Regions from separate parts of the Sus scrofa genome. Here regions 1 and 3 are each linked to region 2. The links are chromatin contacts, called in public Hi-C and promoter capture Hi-C maps. All regions are on one chromosome and are shown on one strand. The core of a region is the stretch at or near the end of the contact, and the rest is flanking DNA. Distances in the headings are between cores, read along the strand shown.

The links. Promoter capture Hi-C pulls out the DNA fragments that hold promoters and counts their contacts. Hi-C and Micro-C count contacts between places; a contact is called where the count stands out from the background.
Region 1: a Hi-C map of fetal liver shows a contact between it and region 2, with 1.6 times the contacts expected there. The contact joins the enhancer-like site here to the promoter of ZRANB1 in region 2. A contact is called at or near these places in 3 of 47 Hi-C or Micro-C datasets (fetal liver, omental adipose tissue and retroperitoneal adipose tissue) and 1 of 2 datasets of contacts at active chromatin or transcription factors (alveolar macrophages).
Region 3: a promoter capture Hi-C map of liver shows a contact between it and region 2, with 4 times the contacts expected there. The contact joins the promoter of EEF1AKMT2 here to the promoter of ZRANB1 in region 2. A contact is called at or near these places in 1 of 5 promoter capture datasets (liver), 4 of 47 Hi-C or Micro-C datasets (fetal heart ventricle, heart right ventricle, liver and 1 more) and 1 of 2 datasets of contacts at active chromatin or transcription factors (alveolar macrophages).

What each region holds. Positions count from the first base shown.
Region 1 is chr14:134,380,447-134,383,146 of Sscrofa11.1, forward strand. The region is part of intron 2 of CTBP2 (C-terminal-binding protein 2); the gene reads right to left. Among named protein-coding and RNA genes, the nearest start is that of CTBP2, 110 kb to the right of the region's middle. Within about 2 kb of position 1,420, at least 16 of the 83 cell types and tissues checked have an H3K27ac peak or open chromatin away from gene starts, as enhancers often do. A contact at or near this core is called in alveolar macrophages, fetal liver and omental adipose tissue, where this site is marked.
Region 2 is chr14:134,252,669-134,255,368 of Sscrofa11.1, forward strand. ZRANB1 (ubiquitin thioesterase ZRANB1) reads left to right here and starts at 1,259. Exons shown (of 10, transcript XM_013983854.2): 1 at 1,259-1,439.
Region 3 is chr14:134,153,342-134,156,041 of Sscrofa11.1, forward strand. It overlaps EEF1AKMT2 (protein-lysine N-methyltransferase METTL10), which reads right to left and starts at 1,325. Exons shown (of 7, transcript XM_013983843.2): 1 at 1,165-1,325. The coding sequence starts at 1,271. ABRAXAS2 (BRISC complex subunit Abro1) reads left to right here and starts at 2,340. Exons shown (of 11, transcript XM_021073619.1): 1 at 2,340-2,514.

The sequences.
Region 1 (2,700 bases), core at 170-2,669, 130 kb after region 2:
GAGAAAAAACCCAGAAGGTTCCCCCTCCTAACTGCAGTCTAAAATCTGGGCAGATTAACTTTACTCAATAACCATTAGCAGCCCTACCTGCCTGGACCAAACCGCTACAGTGCACAGAAACCCAGTCAGCATGGATTTACGTTCTTAAAACCTCTGGTGATTTTTAAAGACACCCTCAAGTTTTCTTGATGCTGGTTCCAAGTCTGCAAAGATTAGGCCAATGAAGGAATTTACACAAAGTAAATGATAACTTCAATGATGCCTTTCGAAATGAAAATTCCGTTAAGACCCGTTAAACATGGGAACCGCCTTCAATTCTTTAAGAAAATCTACTTAAACATTATGTTGATTGAGGCCAACTTCTATGATATGCTAATTGATTAAGAGTTATGCTAATCAATTAATAGTACTGTCAAGTTCTCCGCATCAGCCCCTGGAGGCTTTAGAGTACATTCTACTGGGAAACCTGCAAATAGGGTAGATTCCAAGTTTGAGAGGTTGCCGCGAACGAAAAGAAGAAGAGGCGCCCGCAGACCCAGCAGCATGGTCCTTGAGCCCTCGCATTTCCAGAGCCTGGAGCCCCTGAAGGAATGAGTCCTCTCGACCATAACCCACAAGGCTCTCCCCATGGAGCCTCCCAACCTTTGAAAGACCCGGCAGCACAGCACCCACTGCCACAGGCAAGGACGCTTGGTGGTTGGGGAAGGGGAGGGGTGTCATCCAGCAGATCAGGTACCGCCCGTCATCAGAGCCTTGAAAATGCTGGTCCACCCACCCCCAAAGAACCTGCTGCCGCTTCACTGACCCCAAAGAAAGCCAGGGCTTCGGGCTACCTCGAAAGAACCTGTTTGAGAATCTTCAGAAGACAGACAACCATGAACAAGCGATGACAAGGTGGCTGGACTCTGATCTGAGCTTCAGTTTGTTAACTGTACCGGAAGGACCCACTAAAGTCCAGATAAACAAAAGCACGCAGTGGGCAACACATGGGTTTAGCCTTTGGTTGACATAACACCACAATTAACAACAGAATTATTATTATTTGTCCTTCCTAGGGCCGCACCGTTCCTAGCCTAGGGGTCTAATGGAGCTGTAGCTGCCTGGGAACTTCCATATGCCCTCGGGTGTGGCCCTATAAACACAAAAGACCAAAACCAAAACCAAAACCAAACAAAAAAGAAAACAAAAACCAAAGCCAAAACCAAACCAAAAAAAAAACCCCATCTACACTTCAATAGAGCCTGGAGCTTTACTTGGGTTCCCGGAGCCTCCTCCACCCCACCAGGCTGCTCATATTCCCCCCCCCACAATGCCCAGCAGTCTAACCGTAGTGCAACAAGGTCACACCCAGGTCACATGGCCTCGATCTGAGCCGTGGGCCTGATGCCCTGGGGCTGATGCAACACCGTGTCCCAGAGAGACAGGCACAGACAGCTCAAGGGTTGGTCCACAGCCCTGTCCAACACCAGAGGCCAGGCAGGTGGCAGCCAGGGCCTGTGCCATGTTCTAACAGACCCCGGAGCCACCCATTAGCACTTCTGCACCAGGACAGATGAACATGCATATACGACCCCCACTGGATTAATATAAATAAATATATTATATTCACAAATATAATATCCTCTCAACAATTCACACCAAGTCAAAAGCTGCCACCAAATAAGTTACAAAGAATTAAAGATTTGAAGATGTAAAAGATTTAATATAATAAAAGTTTTCTACAGCTTGGATGTGAGGTTAAGGAATTGTGGGCCCATGATTTTTTTTTTTAATGGCCATATGGAAGTTCCTGGGCCAGGGGCTGAATCTGAGCTACAGCTGCAGCACTGCTGGATGCTATAACCCACTTTACTGAGCTGGGAATCGAACCTGAGCCTCTGCAGTAACCTGAGCCATTGCAAGTGGGATTCTTAATCCACTCTGCCACTGTGGGAACGCCCTATCATTTTATTTGTTCCCACCTAAGCTCCATCAAAATAGTCTCCGTGGCTTTGAAGAAGACAAATGAAAAACGAAGACCCTGTCATCTGTGTCCAGCTTGTAAGCGAGTCTTTAGCAAAAGGAATCCCAGTGCTGGTGGAGACGTGTCCCGTGAGCTCGCAGGCTGCCTGAGGAGGGAGCAGGTGTGAAAACCATGCTTCCAGGGGGACCGTCTCCTCGGCCAGCAAACAACTTCTGAGTGAATCCTTCTTTCTGGTTTAGATTTAGAAACTGCATCTTCTGGAGTTAAATGCAAAACTCAAGAATTCTAAATATTTTCACTTGCTAAAAGCTTGCATCAAGAACAGAGAACTTGAGCAGAAACAATTCTTGCTTTTCCTAATTGGTTGTTTTATTGGTGACATAATGAAAATTAAGTGTTGGTGAGGAAAAGGAGATGCTTCGGTGTTAAGAATTTTCGCACATTTTTAAGCACCTGACTTACAAGTATGCTTTAGAAATAAACATACTCATTTCCAGACCAAAGCAGCCTTTAAAAATAAAAAAGCAAAACAAAACGAAACCAGAAAAAGGATAAAGGCAAATAAGCAAAACTTCCTCCAAGCAAAGACGTATAAAAGGACCCGTTTATTTCCATGGTGTTAGGCCTCAGGAGTCCAAAGAACCACAGATGAACTTTCACGATCCCGATTTTCTGATGACCCTTCCCCCCTTTGGCAAGGGGGGTCTGTTGCTGAGAGGTTGGGCTGAGCAGGGTGA
Region 2 (2,700 bases), core at 9-2,508:
ATGGGGTCTTAGCAAATAGCAAAATGACTTAGACTATCTGGCTATGGTTACATTAAAAAAGAAATACACAAAATACATCACCATATAACATATTCTCTTTATAAATCCTTTTATTTTTTTGGCCTCCCTGGGAATGTACAAGTTCCCAGGCCAGGGATGGAACCGGTGCCACAGCAGTAACAAGGAGGGGTCTCTAACCTGCTGTGCTACCAGGTAACTCCTTAACATAGTCTCTTTAGAACTTGGGCTCTGCTAATTCTCCTGGCTGTATTTTTTCCACGGCTATAACATATCCTCTTTCTTACTCTTGGACTTCACAGAGAAGGCAACCACTAGAAAATCAGTTTACCCAAAACTAGAGTTAGGTAGGAGGTAGTGGTGGTAGTGGAGACTGCACAAAAAGCAGCCTCCATGGCTTAAAAGTTTTTTTTCTTTAATTGAGATATAATTGGCATATAACTTCATGCTTTTTCATGATGTATATGGGTACATATATAATACATACATTATAAATATACACATACACACACATAAATGGATAGCCGTCTCGAAAGCAGGAATAAAAAACAGACGTAAAATATACATAAAGATTAAACTTTCAAAACCTAAATCTTTATCCTCCCTGGTATCAAGACTTTGAAACTCCCTAAGGCAAAGTGAGGCCGAATCGGGCACTAAGGAGTCCGCTCGGGGAGCCTTCGCGGTGGACTTAGAAGGGTGGTGAATCAGTCGCAGGGAAGAGTCACGCGGAGCAGTGCAGCTGCCACGACGCCCTCCGCGCCGCCCAGTCTGCGTCCCCAAACCCTGCGCACGCCGCGCTGGCCCGCCGCCTCCCGGCGCCCTCCGCCCGCCGCCGAGGTCCCGCAGCCCCAGCGGGCCTGCCGCCGCACAGAGGGCGGGGCTCCTCACAATCGGGCCGGGCGCCGGGGTGACGTCACCTTTCCGCGGCCCGCCTTCTGCGCCCGGAAAGAGGCGGCTGCCCATTGGCTGCGCCGCTCGCGGCCTCGGGGCCAATGACAGGGCGGCGAGCGGCGGGGTCCGGCCTTGACGTTGTGCAGCTTGCCGTGGGGTTTATTTGGCTCCGGGGTCCCGCACCGCCGCCATTAGGAGCCCGCAGCGTCCGAGGCCGCCCCCCTCTCTCCCCCCTCCCCCGGCGCCCCCCCCGTCTCCGCGCCTGCTCTCCGCCCCTCTGCCCCTGCCTCCCGCAGCCGGGAGCCGCGCGCGGGCCCGCGGAGACCATGTCCTGACTGAGGGGAGAGGGCGGAGGCGGCAGCAGCGGGGCGGGCGGCGGCGCGGAGGGAGGCGGAGAGGGGCCGGGCTCGGCTCGTTGCCCCGGGCTGCTCCGGGAGTCGCCGCGGCCGTCGCGGCCGCCGGGCGCCGAGCGTCGGACAGGGAGGAGGAGCAGGAGCTGGAGGAGGAGCCGCCGCCGCCGCCGCCAGGTAACCGGGCCCCGGGAGGGCGTCCCGCCGCAGGCCCCTCGCGGCCCCGCCGCGGCCTGCCTGGCCCCTCGCTCCCTGACGGCGCCCAGGCCGCCGGTCTCCCGGGCGGCCCGCCCGCGCCCCCCGAGGCGGCTTCGCAGGCTGGGAGAGGGGAGGGGGCCCGGCCCGGCCCCGCTGTGCTTCCATCTTGGGCTTTCCAGGTGCGGGGACAGGCCCGGGGCTGTGGGAGGGTGGGTCCGCCGGCTTGTTTACCGACCATCGATCAGCCGCGCTGGCTGGACGCGCCGCCGGCCCGGCCACCTCTCTTCCGCCAGATTCCCCCTCCCCCCAACTTCTTTTCCTGCCACCTACGGGCAGATGAGTGGGATTTTGCTCCCATTCTGCAATAGGCCCGAAATACTTGGGTCCGTCGCCACAAGTTGGTGCAGGTTCCCAAACTTGGATTTCGGTCCCTTGGTGGCTTCCTCTCCGCCTCCCGCGGTGGCCTCCACTGGTCGCCTTTTCTGTCTAAGGAAATAAAGGTGGGGGCGACGGGGGTGGGCTGGGGAGGCGGAGCTGGAACTGGTGGAAAGACTGTCTGCCCCTCTCCTCGCAGTTACGCTTGTACAGTGCGACTGGGTGCTATTTTCTCCACTGTGGCTTGGTGTGGGTCATTTCACAGACAAAAGGACTGAAATGCATACTTGCATTAAGCACCAGGGACCTGTTTAGGTTCAGCCTGGAAGTTTGAGCCGGCCCATTATCTTTGAGATACGCTGGTGTTTTGAAACTCTCTCGTTGAGAATTTAGTCTTTCAGTTATTTGATTGCCTTTTCCGTAACTCTGTAGACCCTCAGGTTAAACGCCGTCTCCTCTGCCCAGTATTTTGGTCTGTGTGCTCGCCGTATGATATTTTGTTGTCAGTACATTTAATGTACAAAAATACTCTTTGGGGAACACAGTTGAAGAGAAATCTTTAGCTCTGGGAAACGTTACATAATGAGTGGCTTTTCTCTCTGAGGTCTCTCTTTAGTTGATTTCTTTATCACTTGTGCGACCTCAAGGGTACCCATGTTTTCATCAAACATGGATGACTCAGTGTTCAGAACATAAGCCAGGGGAAACCATAAGGAATTTTGATCTTGGCTTGTGCCAAGGGCCTTAGCAAAGTAATCTAAACTATGTTTGTGAAAAATTAAGCCGGATCGCTCCTCCTGGTTATTAGTCTTATGAATTAAATGAGGTAATTGTGAAGACATGTAGAAACCTGCTGGTCCCTTGA
Region 3 (2,700 bases), core at 75-2,574, 99 kb before region 2:
ACTTATAACAATGCCTAACATTTAAAATGGTATGTTGTTGGAGTTCCCGTCGTGGCGCAGTGGTTAACGAATCCGACTAGGAACCATGAGGTTGTGGGTTCGGTCCCTGGCCTCACTCAGTGGGTTAAGGATCCAGCGCGGCCGTGAGCTGTGGTGTAGGCCACAGACTCGGCTCGCATCCCTCACTGCTGTGGCTGGGTGTAGGCCAGTGGCTACAGCTCCGATTCGACCCTTAGCCTGGGAACCACCATATGCCGAGGATGCAGCCCTAAGAAGACAACAACAACAAAAAATAAAATGGTATATTGTTTAAGCTTAAAAAACACAAAGAAGTATCTGTCCAAGGATTCCTCAGTCCCAAACACAAGTCCAAAAACTGACTGCAGAGGCATAGTGTCACTACAGCATAGTTCAGTCTAAAACGTGCAAATTCAAAAATTTTCTACCAATTAGGTGGTTACAAAGAAATTCACCAAAGATAAACTTAAAACTTAACCTTCAACCTGAGCTGAAGACGTACTCTTACTCCTTTGAAATAAGACTTTACTTTTTTCCCTCCAACGGGCTTCTCGTCCTACTTCATCTCTCTAGAACCCCCCCCAAGTTACCTCTCACCATTGCCTTTTCCCACCGTCATGCATTCACCCGTCTACTAACCCATTAAATACTTACTGAGCGTCCGTCTTGGGTCAGGTCACTTTCTCCCAGCCCGAGATATGCCCACTGTCCTCTCTCCTTCCTCAGGCCATCCCCCCACTCCCCACTCTTCCAGCCTCCGTGTCCCTGCCCTCGTCCCCTTAACCTTTTCAGCCCCCTTGGCTGCGCAGTTCTCCCCCGGTCTCCAACCACCGCCCACCAGCCCGAATCGCCAGGCCGGCTCCCTCTCCCTTTCCCCAGGCTGGGCCCGAAGACCCAAGACCCCTAAAAAGCCTCCCCAGGAGCTCAGAGTCCATACGGCAGCCCACGAAGCCCGCAGACGTCAGCTCCCGAGGTGCTTCCTGACCCACCCAGCGCGGCCCCTCGGGAGCCCAGCCCTGCCATCCCGGGCCCTCGCCCAGGGCGGCCCTTTGGGCTCCTCTCGCCACGCCCCCCGGGCTCGCCCCGTCCTCCGCGGCCCCATCCAGACAGCGCCGCTCACCCTCCCCGGCCCTGCGCCACACTCACTGCTCTCGGGTCCCCAGCGCCGACGGGGCAAAGCCATCCCCTCCGGGACTGCCCCCCGGGGACCGCGCTGATGCCCCATCGCCGCCGCCGTCCGCGCCCTCGCTCATTGCGCTCGGCGCCCCGGACGGCCGTTGGGACCGCCATAGAGACGAGGCGCGGGCAGAGCGGACGGGCGGGCTGGCGCCTCTAGGAGGCGGGAGGCCGCGCTCTCTACTGCTCCCGGCCCCCGCGGGGGTCGGCCGTCCTTCCGCGCCTTTCCCAGCGCCGCCGGGGTCTAGAGCGCCCGGTCCCAAGCCCAGGCGTGGGCGGGGCGGGGCCTCGCCTTGGTCCCCACTCTCACTCCAGCCGGCGTCAGGTGCACCCCGTTCCTTGAGGTGCCCGCCTAAACGCTACCGTATTTGGGGCGCCCCCGGGGGGGGGTGTTGTTTGTAAGGGGCCACTCCAAGCATTGCGTTTTGGAGAAAAGCTGGCGGTGGGGGAGCCATACCGAATATAATCCGACACTGCTCCCCCCAAAGGTGCAGATCACCTCCTCTCTCCACGTCGTGGGCAAATCTGAAGAGTGGGTGGGACAGTCCGTCGCATTATTTGGCTTTCCGGTCAAAGGCTAATTCCATTTGCGGCTGGCATCCTGCCTCGAAAACAGCACTCTGGCCTCTTCTGACTTGACGTCACTCGTGGACAAGGGAATTTATGCCTGGTGAAATGAATGCTCTAGACACCCGCCCCACTCCCGCCTCGCATAAGTAGGCCAGTCATGGGTTTCAGAGTGCTTAGTGAAGAAAGAACTCGGAGAGTCAAGATGCCTGTCTCAGCTCTGCCCCTAACCAGGCATCCAGCCCTATCCAAGAGGCTTAGGCCTCACTTCTGTGTGCCTCGATTTCTTCACCTGCACCTTGCTGCCCCTGCACTGGTGACTGCTTCCCACCAGTGAACCTGAGAGGTATCTGCTTTTTGGTGGGACTGATACTGGAAGTTCGGTAGCATAATCCCAGGGGTCTTAGGGGCCAAAGGTCTGAGGGGAACTTCTGTAGCAGCAAAGACATACTGGTAGTCCAAAGTCCTAGGCAAGACTCTCAAAGGGCCCTAACTAGGCTGCCTTCCAACCAAAACCATGTTTCCTAGGCCACGTTTCTGTTGACATAGCAGAGAGAAGCCCAGTAACAAGTCCCTGGAGGTAAGCGGCATCAACAGTTGCCTTTCCAGCTCATGGAATCCCGATTCGGACTGCATGTGCATCTCCTCTGATGCAAGACGTTCCAAGATCTTCAGGCAACCGCTGATGATAGAATATGGTAAAAGACAGATGGGAGCCTATGTGTGTAGTGATTAAAGAACTCGAGAAAGTGCGTAAGTAACCTTATTACAGAGAAATAAAACCACCCGATGCCACAGTCAATTAGTGCTGCCCTGAGTGAATGGTTGTTGTGATCTTTCCTAGACGCGCTGCTAGAGAGAATAGGCTGGAATGTGACTGAGTGCGTCTTACAAAAGTGTTAGGTTCTAATGAAGAAGCACCCATGAAAGATAAGGCTG